2 separate regions of the Mus musculus genome follow, and region 1 is linked to region 2. A link is a contact called in public Hi-C data. All regions are on one chromosome and are shown on one strand. The core of a region is the stretch at or near the end of the contact, and the rest is flanking DNA. Distances in the headings are between cores, read along the strand shown. Region 1 overlaps Ascc2 (activating signal cointegrator 1 complex subunit 2). Region 2 has its middle 20 kb from the start of Hormad2.

Evidence for each region. A called contact is a pair of places that touch in the nucleus more often than the background predicts.
Region 1: a Hi-C map of bone marrow-derived macrophages shows a contact between it and region 2, with 27 read pairs. The contact joins two enhancer-like sites. A contact is called at or near these places in 1 of 15 datasets of contacts at CTCF or cohesin (large pre-B cells), 2 of 484 Hi-C or Micro-C datasets (bone marrow-derived macrophages and nephron progenitors) and 3 of 115 datasets of contacts at active chromatin or transcription factors (embryonic stem cells and stem cell-derived neural progenitor cells).

What each region holds. Positions count from the first base shown.
Region 1 is chr11:4,673,325-4,679,442 of GRCm38.p6, forward strand. It overlaps Ascc2 (activating signal cointegrator 1 complex subunit 2), which reads left to right. Exons shown (of 20, transcript NM_029291.2): 15 at 4-123; 16 at 5,928-6,021; 17 at 6,107-6,118. Among named protein-coding and RNA genes, the nearest start is that of Gm51883, 24 kb to the right of the region's middle. Within about 2 kb of position 1,462, at least 62 of the 459 cell types and tissues checked have an H3K27ac peak or open chromatin away from gene starts, as enhancers often do. A contact at or near this core is called in bone marrow-derived macrophages, where this site is marked.
Region 2 is chr11:4,458,059-4,464,025 of GRCm38.p6, forward strand. No RefSeq gene overlaps it. Among named protein-coding and RNA genes, the nearest start is that of Hormad2, 20 kb to the left of the region's middle. Within about 2 kb of position 2,708, at least 21 of the 459 cell types and tissues checked have an H3K27ac peak or open chromatin away from gene starts, as enhancers often do. A contact at or near this core is called in bone marrow-derived macrophages, where this site is marked.

The DNA.
Region 1 (6,118 bases), core at 212-2,711, 210 kb after region 2:
CAGACAAGTGAAGCCGGACCCTACACCCCTGTTGTCATCTCGTCACAACATCTTCCAGAACGATGAGTTTGATGTGTTCAGCAGGGACTCGGTGGACCTGAGCCGAGTGCACAAGGGCAGGAGGTAAGCGTGGCAGGACATGGGCCCTGCCGTCTAGTTGTGGAGGCAGATAGGGGAAGAAGGCCCTTGACAGGACAAGCAGTGTGTCTTCCTCCTGGAGAATGCCACCACTCTCTTTTCTAATTTCTTTCTATTTTCTTTGTATGGCTGCTTTCCCTACATGGATGTGCCCATAGATGCACCCAGACAAGTGCCTAGGACTGGAGTTACAGACAGTTGTGAGCTGCCATGTGGGTGCTGTGAACCAAACCTGGGTCCTCAGCAAGAGCAGCAAGTGTGCTTAACTGCTGAGCCATCTCTTCAGCACTGCAGGGGCCCCCTGAAGCCTGTCCCTGTACACTACTGCCAGCCTACAAGAGCAGGTTCTTAACAATGTTCTCTAGGTCCAGCTGTGTGGGGGCAACTCTTAGTGATATCTCCTTGTGGTAAAGGCCAGAGGGCCAAATCTGTCCCTTGTCCCTCTTATCCTTTGATATGTGGCCTGTCGACTCTGTGGGTGGAGAACTGGACAGTGCTGCAGGTTGTGACAAAACAAGAAAATTAAGCCATGTAAGTTTTTTCCAAAGATGAAAAAATTCTGTTTTAAGGCTTTCTTTCTTTGTAACTTAGCTCCTTCCTACTCTCTCAGCATGGAAAAGTCCATTCATGACCTATTCATTACGTCACCAAATACTTGCCTAGTGCTTATTGCCCTGGGTTAATTTAGAACTCTAGCTGTAGTAGAGAGCAAAGCAGACACTGCCTGCGTCCATGTGAAACTTGCATTGTTCAGCTCACCAAACAAGCATTACAGTGGGCAGCCTCCGGGGCTCCTGCTAGAGGTGTCAGCCTAGAAGGGAAGGCTCCTCTGAGAAAAGGACAGAGGGCTGAAAGATGTGTCAAGGTGGCTCTGCACACCAGGAGGGAAACTTCCCAGGCTGAGTGAACAACAGGGACAGTGGCTTCAGGGCCAATGTGAGCATGGTAAAGATGCCATGAGCTCATTAGTGTTACATTTTATAAAGGTCGCCCAGGCTGGGCACGGTCACTCCTGCCTCCAGTTCAGCCCCTAAGGAGAGCTTTCATGGCTGCATAGTGAGTTCCATCTCAATCTAAGTGAGACCTTATCTCAAAAAGGAATAAATCAAGTACTGGGCTTTGGAACTCTTTTTCCTGGGAAGAAACTGATGCCAAGAGTTCTGCTCAAGTGCAGCCTGTGCTGTCCCCCAGCATAGTGTTAGAGGCAACAGTGCAGAAAGAAAGGGAGGAAGTCAGCTGTCAGTCTTGTGCCCTAGGGCTGTGTGCTGCCTGAAGCCTGTGGCTGAGGGCTCAGCAGACCCAGGGCAACTCTGAAGCCATCTGGCTTGCTGGACAGGAAGCCCTGGCACATTGCTTAGTCACTCCTATTGTGACACCCCTGGATCCTCCCCACCCCCAGCAGATCCCTCTTGGTGGCTGTTGTGTGGAAAGTCAAACAGGGTCTCCAAGACCAGCAGAAGGCACAGGGAGACTGATCGGTCTGTTCCCCCACATTACTTAGCATCTCTGAACACAGGTTTTCCATTTGACATTCATCCTTAGATCCACCTCAGTCACTGCTCATCCTCGCCCAATTGTAGGTCACCTCCGAGCGCTTGCGAGTGGGTTGCTCTCAGCTGCCGGGGTCATGAGAAGGGCTGAAGCAGCCAGGTGTCCTGAATGCTGTGTCCTAATCCTGTGGCCCTCTGGCTGCCAGCAGAGCCTGGATGATGGGTGTTTACCAGTCCCACTCTGCTGGGCAGCCCAGGGGCAAGGATTGTAAAGAGGCAAAACCTTCGTTCATGTGTTCAGTATTTATCCACTCAGCAAATATTTATTAAGTGCTTTACTAGCACGAGATCCTGCTGAGGCACCAGGAAACCAAGGTGAGCAGGGCACCCTGGCTTTGCCAACAAAGGGCAGAGACCGTGGGAAAGACAGATCATCAAATAAGCAGGTGCACTTGAAGTTCAACAGGGACATCTGTCTTGGTCAGGGCAAGGTAGAAGGGCGAGGGCCCTGCACTCAGGTAGCAGGTGGAGACTGAAGTAGCACAAAGGCACACCTGTGTACATATGCACTGACTGTTGAATGCGCTTGACAGCGTTGGTAACAAGTGGGTCTGGACTGTCCCTACACACAGAGCTAAAGAGGGGCAGAGGTGAGGCTTGCTCACCCGTGGTTCTTCATTGGTAACAAGCACAAGGTGGATCTTTTCTCTGTTCTGGGACTCTAGCTTGGGGGCTCTTAGGGGGAGGTTTGGGGGTTCGGTTACTTTGACTCTGCCTACTAGAAACCATAATGCCAAGGGGGAGTCCAGATGGACACTCTTATCTCTTTTATCTTTTGTTTGTTTTTTGGAGATGCTAGGGATCAAAGCCAGGGCCTTGCACATGCCAAGCCAGTGCTTTCCCAGTGCGCCACCTCTCCAGCCCTGATCTCTTATGGAGACTAGCAGACCTTGCCCAGAAGCTTCCTGTCTTCTCATGTGTCATCAACAGGACTGCGCCAGCCTTTGGCCCTCTGAGATGGAGTGCAAAAGTGGATGATCTAAGCCTGAGTCTCAGCAACTGGGCCTGGCTCGTAGTCCCAGCACACGGGAGACTTTAGAGCTTGAGGCCAGCCTGGGCTGCATCGTAAGGTCTTGTTTCAAAATAAGCCAATAATAACAACAACAATAATAATAAAAAGAAGAGGAAGTCTGTTAGAAGACTGTCTAGACTAGAGGGCACTTGGCTTGAACACTCAGCACCTTGCCACCAGTGTATCACAGCCAGTGACGGAAGCTGTGTGTACAACATGTGACCCTCTAATCCCTTTGAACTGTTCTATAGAAAGCAGGATGATAACAAGAGTCCCCTCAACAAAGGTTCTATGGCCAGATTTTCTGCCTCTTGGAGAGTCAAAGAGTATCCTAGCAGGCAAAACTGAAACACAAGAAACGGATTCAGTGTGTTGAGTGCAGCAAATGCAGGTCCCTGTCTGTCTTTTGTGTCTTCTTTGTTTTTGTTTTCTCTGTCTGAGACAGAGTCCAGTGTAACTCCAGGTAGCTTTAAACTCACTCAGTAGCCAAAGCTGCCCCTGACCTTGGTTTCTCCCTCCTCTGTGTCCAAGCACTGAGATGCCAGCTGTGCTTAGTGAGCCACTGTGCTCAGCTCCTACGCATCATTCATTCCCAGCCCCTCCCCCCGCCCCCCAGAGATGAGTGCTGAAAGCAGGAGGGAAAGGATTGGGTTGAGGGAGGGGAGGCCTTTGGTTTGAGACAAGGTCTCACTGTGTAGCCCTGGCTGGCGTGAAATTCACAGAAATCCTCCTGTCTCTGCTGCCTTAATGCTGAGTTCACCCTACCTCTACCCCCATTTTTTGTTTTTTTATTACACATGGTTGTGAGCTGCCATTTGAGTGGTGGGGACTGAACCCTGGTTTTTCACAAGAGCAGCCAATGCTCTTAACCATCTCTCCAGCCCTGCTAGTGCTAACAGGCATGCGCCATCACAACAAGCATAGACCTAAGATTTCATGAGGCCAGTGACCTGGCAGTGGTCACACAGCTTAGTGAATGTAGAGTCGAGTCAGGAGGCCTGACCCTTCTTTAGAAGCTGTGTGGACAGGCTCCTCCGCCTTTCTGAGTGCTATCGCTTCCTCCTAGAAAGCATGTGTGTGTGTGTGTGTGTGTGTGTGTGTGTGTGTGTGTGTGTTGTCTCCGCAGGACATAAGAACCTGTCTGCACTAGGCCTTAAGAGAACAGGGGTGAGTAGATGGGGAGAGGAAAGGTGACTGGTTTCAGGAGAGCTGTGCTTACTGCTACTTTGTAGGAAGCCATGACTCCACAGGCGTCTCTGGGTGAAGGCCTGGCTTATGACCGCATCTCTCCCAGCTGCTCTGCACCACTCTTCTCCTTGGCTGTGAATGTCGTCAAGAAGCCAAGTGCAGTGCCCTAGACAGACTCCCAGGCCCTGCTCTGCTGCCTGTTGCCTCCCAGGGTGCAGGGCGTGTCCACAGAGGGTGGCTTCCACATCTGGCCCTGCAGAGAGCCAGATAACTAGAGACTACTGGGGTGAGAGAAATCAGAAGTTGACGGGGAAACCTCTGGTTCTTAGTTGGTCCCTGGCCCAGCACAGAATCTGGTCTCTCAGGATGCATGACTGTTCTCGCCAGCTACCTGGATAAGCTTAGAGCCCTTTCATTTTTTTACCCCTTTCCCAACCTGGCAAAGAGAGCCAGGTACAGTGCCAAGGCCATTGTCACAGATCCACAGTCCCAATCCTGGTGGTTGGAAAAGATTCCTGGAGTGGTTGGATGGTTGGTGTTTAGTAGTTTTAAGACAAGGGCTTGGGCTGGTGAGATGGCTCAGTGGGTAAAAGCACCCGACTGCTCTTCCAAAGGTCCAGAGTTCAAATCCCAGCAACCACATGGTGGCTCTCAACCATCCATAATGAGATCTGATGCCCTCTTCTGGTGTGTCTGAAGACAGCTACAGTGTACTTACATATAATAAATAAATCTTTAAAAAAAAAAAAAAGACAAGGGCTCACGTAGCCTAAGCTGGTCTGTAGCTGATGTGTAGCTGTGTGGCTGTGCATGACCTTGAACCCCTGATCCTCTCGCTTCTTCCTCTCTGCGATCACAGGCATGTGCCACCATGCCCAACTTTGGATTTTGTATTTGAAATAGGGATCTCTGTAGCCTAAGTTGGCCTTTAACTCTTGGCAGTTCTCCTGCCTCAGCATCTATAATGCTAAGATTATAGCCATGAGTCACTATTGCCAGCTAAGATTCCTGTTTACCTAAGGTTTTTCTCAGATCTAAACCAAATACAGCATCCTTTCTGTCCCCTTGTGGGGCTCCTGGTACAATCAAATACCCACTTGTCATAGAGTTTCCTCACTTCTGCCCCCAGACCCATGCTGGGCACCAGTCAGGGCTCACTTCTGTCTCTTTCACATGGTACACCTACCTCCATTCAGCATATTTTGTGCCTTTCACCCACAACTCCACTCTGAGTACAGATATATGTCTGACCCATTTCTAAATCTCCTCCCTTCTCAGTCTTAGAATGCTACCTAGCATATAGTAGGCCTTTAATAAAGATTGTCATGGGGCATCAAAGCTTTACTGACCATACTGAGGCTACAATCCCACCGTGTCTCAGGCTCCTACAGACTCAGATTCCTGCCACCCACCCAGAGCCAGTTATTAGAAGGTCTGTGCAGAATCTGTGTCTTGTTTTTTTTGTTGGACCCTCTCCTCTTGATCCAGAGACCAGATCTCATTGCTAAGCTGAATCTCTTGCTTGGCATCTCTAATTGATTTTCCCCTGCAGGGCCAAAAACCACATTCCACAGGCCTGTGTACATGGCTGGCAAACCAAGTTTTTTCTACAGGTTTGCAAAGCCACAGTGGAGACCCGAGCCCCTGCTGACACTGATGTACAGTTCAGTGTGAGCCAAGTGTGTCCCTTCCCCCTCGGCTGCACCCATCTGTCTTCACTTACAGTGGCAGTTGGACCAGCAGACTTTCCTCCTCCCACGGTGCTCTTACTTGGAAACTGGCACTGTAGACCAGAAATTCAGGAGCTGCCATAGTGAGGGGGTGAGAGGAGGAAGGCAGACCCCCTTTGGCCTTGCCCAAGAGACCTTGGGCCTTTCCTGGTGGGCTTAGTACAAAACTGCATGTAGCCTCAGCATGACCTAAGATATAAAGAAGCGAACTCAGCCTCTCTCTGGGCCTTTAGCCCTACCCCACCCCCCGCCCCACAGCCTTCCTGACCCGATACTGTCTCCCTCTTTCCCGGCTGTCCTTGGCTCCAGGAAGGAGGAGAACGTGAGGAGCCTGGTGAATGACAAGCAGGCTGTGGTGGCACAGTGGCAGCGCTACCAGAAGTACAGCGTGGTGGTAGAGGAGGTAGGCTGCCCAGCCTGGGCCTCTGTCTGGGCGTGGGAAATCAGCGGTCTGCCCCCTTCTCTGACCCCCGAGGGTACTGTTGTAGGTCCCCCTGCAG
Region 2 (5,967 bases), core at 1,458-3,957:
TGGTCTCTAGTGGTAATATAGTTATGGACATTGGCATAGACCCCCTGCTACTGCATACCCAGACCTTACTCTCCGAGGCAGCTCGGGCTGGGACCTCACCATGGCCCCAGGTGACAGGGCTGAGCACTCACAGCAGGCTCCTCCTCTCCACCCTGAGTCTCCAGTTCCATCTCTCTTTACAATGCTCAAGCTGCCCCACTTCTCTTTCTCGCCCATCTGTCCACCACATACTTGCACATTGTAATGGCTCCCACTCCATGCAGGCCACAAGGCTGGCAGGTGACCTCTTCTGTCCCCACTGCATGGGCTTGGTGGCTACATCCTACCCATGTGACATGGTTGACTGTGAGTCGGGTCTGTGGACAACCCCCCACTTCACTGAGCCAACTCAATTTTCTTAATAACAATAACAAAAAGCATCAAGCCACATGTGTATACCTGAAATCCCGGCATTTGGGAAGCAGAGGCAGAGGGCTACACATCCTAAGCCAGCCCGAGCTGGTAGCAAGAACCTGTCTCCAAAACAACAAAAACAAAAACCCTCACAGGAAAACTGACATTCAGAGTCTCCTTGGTGAGAAGAGTGACACTATTGTACTTCTTTGCAGATTTCTTTGATGTCTGCCTTAAAAGAATACAGCTGAGTTCAAAAACCTGTGTCTGCATTTAAGTTGTTACAACCTCATATTAACCAGCCTTTGGAAACTCCAGAGTATACTTACGGAGAAAGCAAATGAAGAGACAAATAGCAGGTTAGAATCATTAGGAAAACAGCTTGGACCTCATGACCCTCCGGAGTCTCACTGAAGCGAGGTGGTTCCCCTTTGTGACAGGTTGACCCCTGGCTCTGACTCACCTCCCTTGGCTGCTTCTTTAGCACGTGCCTAGAAAAGGAATTAAAAGATTTTTCAGAGTGGAGTTTGCATTCCTAGTACCTTCCAGAGATATTTTCCTCTGTTCCACTCTTCCCCCCATGACATTTTGAAGGTTTGATGGTTTTGGTGCACAGGACATTTTTTCCTGTCATCTTTTCTTCAGTCGGAGACCATATTCTGACCAGCGGGTAGACAAAGACACAGCATGGCAGAGTCAGTCTCAAGGTGACCTCTGTCTCCACTTTCCTAGGATGATGGCACATCATCTCTATCTGAGAGCACAGCTAGAATTAGTGTTTTCTCATATGTGTTCAGCATCCAATTATAAGATGCAAGTGCAGAAAGATCACTTTTATCCTGCCTCAAACGACGCGCCCTCCCTCTCCCACAGGTACTCAGAAACTCTCCACGTTTTGTTACCTAAAGCCCTGTGAAAAATCTTTAAAGATTTTAATTATTTGAATTTACGTGTCTGTGTGCTTACGACACACACCGTACCAGTGTCACAGGGGTTGTGAGCTGCTCAGGGTGGGTATTGACCGTACCAGTGTCCAGGGGTTGTGAGCTGCTCAGGGTGGGTATTGGGAGCTGAACCGCCCCCCCTCTGCAGAGGCAGCAAATCTTTGAACCACCACCAAACCTCTGCAGCCCCTGAAGCTTGTCTTTAAAGGACTTGGAGAAACCTCTGCACTACTTAGTTAGTCACTAGTCTTAGTTAGGTCATGAACATTCTCCAAAACATCGCTAAACGGTCAGAAGTACGTTAGGGGTTTTCCCCCTCACAGATTATCTTAAGTTGTAAAACAGGAACAGATCTTCAAGCCATGGACCACAATAAAACCTTTTTATTTCCATAACACTTAATTGCATCTTCCTAAGTAACAATATTTTTAACGGCTTTTCCTTGGAGAAGAAAAAGCAGGTTGCCATTTCTCATTTCCACAACAGTGTCGTGAGTACAGGCGTTCAGTGCTCTGGGTAAGGTGAGGAGGAGGACGCTGTGGGGGTTCAGACTTGCTGGGAGCGAGTAAGCCCTGAGACAAGGCCTCTTTCTCAGACAGCTCCATCCAACATCTGTACTTCAGGCAGCTCAGAGCCGCTCAGAGCCAGGAAAAAATCCATCCCATAGTGCTTAATCATACACATCTCCCGGCTTGTAGATAAACTCCATTATCAAGAAAAGGCTCAAGTCCCACTTACTCCCTTCTGTCCCACTAAGGTGGCTTTTTAGTGTTGAGGACCATTCTGGGCACGTCTGTGATGTCCTTGTGCAGTCCTCTCCCTGTGGAGCACACGGATGAGAAACGTGCCTCCCTGTGCCAGAGAGTTTACAACGTCTCCAGTTCTTTTTTATGGAGGACACCAAGAGGATTCAGAGTAAGAGATGGGCAGGGGATGGGGATGGGAAAGGGGGAGGGGGAAACCCGTGGAAGGGAAATTGTCACCTAAGTTAAGCAGTTCTGATGGGAAAGGAGGTATCCTGGCAGTTAGGGAGCCAAGGAATACCACCAAGTCACACTGCACAATAAAACCTCATACAAGAGATTGGGAGGGGAAACTCAGGAGGGCAGCTGCCTCTGCTCAGGTGAAAAACGGCAGAGAATTGGGCAGACAGCGGGGCTTATATAGGATTTGTAAGGAGGTGGAGCTTTCCATGGTAGCAATTTCCAGGGTGAGGAGTGGTGGGGTTTTAGGTCCTGAGCTGCGGGAGCCTGTGGATCAGTGAGGTTTCCTGTTTAGGGATTGGTGGGATTTTTTTTTTCTTGTAAGGTGTGGCCTGGCCACTCTCCCAGGGCTGGACATAATTTTACAGTTACAGCAGTTAGAAAACACCCTTTAGGACTGTTAGGGAAGTCTGGGCTACTGTAGCGTCTCAGGAGGAAGTGGGCAGAGGGTGGCACTGGCCACTTTCCTGCCTTGAGGGTTTACTGTAAGTGTTCCTGCTTGGATGGAAGGGTAACGTGGGTCTTGAAAGTCCAAGAAGCACATAGCTCTGAGAGGACGTTTCTTCAGCAGAGGCAGTGCAGCTCCCAGGGAAGGGACCCCAGCTCAGGAGCCTCCGCCCTGCCCCACTTCTTCACATCTTCCTTTCTTCTCTTCATTGCTTCTTGGCTTCTTCTGATGAGAACGCCACACCAGTCAGCAAATCTCGTGAAAGAGGTTTATTGGCGGGTCCAGGGTATGGAGAAACAAAGACAGGGATGGTTGCCTCTGCTCCTGGGAGCAGATGGCAGGAAGCTGGACGAAGGGCGTGGCTTATATAGGATTGCTTAGGGGCGGAGCTTTTCAGGGCAGAGACTTGCAAATTGAGGACTGATGGGATTTCAAGTCCTGAACTCAGGAGTTCAGGGTGGCAAATCCTTCTCTGCTGAAGGTAGCTTTGGCTGAGGCGTCATCTCTCAAACTGCTTGGGAACTCTGGAGAGGAGGTACTACCACGGTGGACAGCTCCTGGGCGAGCGATCACGCGGTGGTCGTTCATGAGTCAGGAAAGAAGGTGGACAGCTCCTCATGAAGGCGGCAGGCGGAGGCCTTGCTGCTTTGACCCTTGCTGCCATTTTTGCACCTTATAGGGTGGCCTTAGGCTGGGACAGGAAGGAGGGGACAGCTTTTGCCATGCAGTTTAGGGATTACTTTTTAAACAGTTATAAAGCTTACAAAGTATACAAAGTTTACAAAGGGGAGTCCTCCCCCGCTGCTTGAGTTGGGATGAGTATTCTAGGCCTTAGAATACTGAATGCTACTGACCCGCGTAAATCCTAAGGGATGAGGAGTCTTATGCTCACCTTGAGATGATGGCGCCCACACTGAGGGTGAGGAATTAAAGCCCAGAAGGGCTATGTCTCCAAAACCAACTAGTTAGCAGCACTGTCTAACTAAAACTCAGTGCGGTGTTCTTAACTCTGCTCCTTTGCATACCTCAACAGCCATTCTCATTCTAACTCACTGAGTGAGGAACTCAAGTGTCTGAATAGCCTGTGTTCCTTTACAGAAGCCCCTAAAAGGACACCCCTCCCTGGACCTTCCATTTCTGGCTTGCTTTCCTCCCCATCTCCAATGCTGGCCTAATGAGTCCTGGCATATCGCACCTCTCTGACCCTGGCCCCTCTACACATCATCTATGTTAAGGACACAGTGAGGTTGGTCAAGACAGTTTCCCATCTCTGACTGCTCACTGTAATCATCTCTGCAGTCCCATTTGAGTTAGAAAACAGCATATTCAAAGGGTTTGAAGGATTAGGAACTGTTCACCATTGGAAGGCCATTATTCTAACTTCATCAGGTAGAACCTGACCTGTATTAGGATGGCCACAGGGGGCTGAAAACTGCCACCAAGTACTGTCTTCATGGGAACTGGCTGGAGCACCACGGAAAACAGGGGTGAGCACTCCTATTCACACTGTGTCTTCTAGTGCTCCCTAGTCTGTCTAGTGCTCCCTGTTTTTCTTCCTGATTAGGAAGCCAGCCCAACAGAGAGTTTTGCGTGGCAGAACAGAGTTTAGAATGGGAGGTCTGAAGGAATGATACAGCTTTGTAAGCAACAAAGACAGCGGTTTTTAGTGCATGAAGATGCTCCTCCTCTTACGGTGGGGCTGTGTCTCAGCAAACCTATTTTATGCATGGTTGCTTTCTCTCACAAAGGTAAAGATGCCTGGGACCTAGGTAAAATACCTCGGAGTGGCTGAGATGAGCATTCTGTACATCACTAGCCCATAGTAACATTCAGAAGAGAGCAGTTGTTACTCAGTGGGCATCATTTTCACACCGTCATCCTAAAGCTGAAAATGTCAAACCAATGTAAGCTGGGATGGTCTGTGTGTTTAACTGGAAGTTTATAATTCAGCCTGGTAGTGGTAGCACCCGGTGTAGGATAAAAAGACCAAGGAAAGAACACACTGACCTAGACTTGACCCCAAGACCAGGGCTAAGAAACAGAATTCTACCAACCCCTGAGCTTGTCACAGAAACCCACCAATCCCTGAACTCAAAACCCGACTAATTCTAAGCTCACCCAACTCAGGACTTGAAATTCCACCAATCCTCACCCTGGAAAGCTCCACCCCCCACTCCCACCCCCACCCCCAAGAAATCTCACATAAACCTTTCTCTTTGCTCAGCTCCCTGCTGCTTCTCACAAGAACAGAGGCAGCCGCCCTCCTGGGTTTTCCCCTCCCAGTAAGTCTCTTGTGTGAGGTTTGTTGTGTGGTGTGACTTTGTGGTAGTCCTTGGCTCCTGACTGCCAGGATAGCTCTCTGAGTAAAGTGGCAACACTTGAGCAGAGCTTTTGCTGTGCTGCAGCTGAAGCAAAGCTGTGACACTTCTGTAGGGGAAGCCTTTCCCTGCAGAGCTGCAACACGCACATCTAGCATTCAGGAGGCAGAGGCAAGCCTATCTCTGAGTTCAAGGCCAACCCAGTCTACAGAGCAAGTTCCAGGAAAGTCAGAGCTCAAGAAGAAACAAAACAAAACAAAACAAAACAAAACAAAACAAAACAAAACGCCAACAACAAAAACAAAGGAAGGAAGAAATTCATAACTCCAACATGCAGTTATTTTTAAAAACTATAAGAAAAAGTAATCCCAGCTGACTATAGTGGCACACGCCTGCAGTCTCAGCGACTCAAGAAACTAAAGCAGGGAGATTACAGGTTCGAGTCTAGCCTGGGCAACTTAGTGAGACCTGATTTAATATGAAAAAAGAGAGGTGTGTGTGCTGGAGATGCAGTTCAGTGGGAGAGAGCTTGCCTAGCACATGGGAAGCCCTGGGTGTGCCACCCACAGGGTGTGAACAGTAAGCCAGCCCCAGGAACACTCCGCACTGCATAGATCTGCATGTACCATTGTGGCACAGCAGGTCTGTTGACAGCAGCACCAGCCCAAACAGTTGACTAATGCATTGTACAGTGATGGTATGATGACCATGATATAATTAGGCAATAGGAAAATTTCAGTTCCATCCTAATTCCCTGGGACCACTGACACACTCTGTCTGCCATTGCCCAGGATGTCCTTATGCCACACATGACTGCATACAGTGATGAGGGTGGGGTCCCTATAGAGGAGAAAGCACAGATTTCTTAAAAACCAAAATGA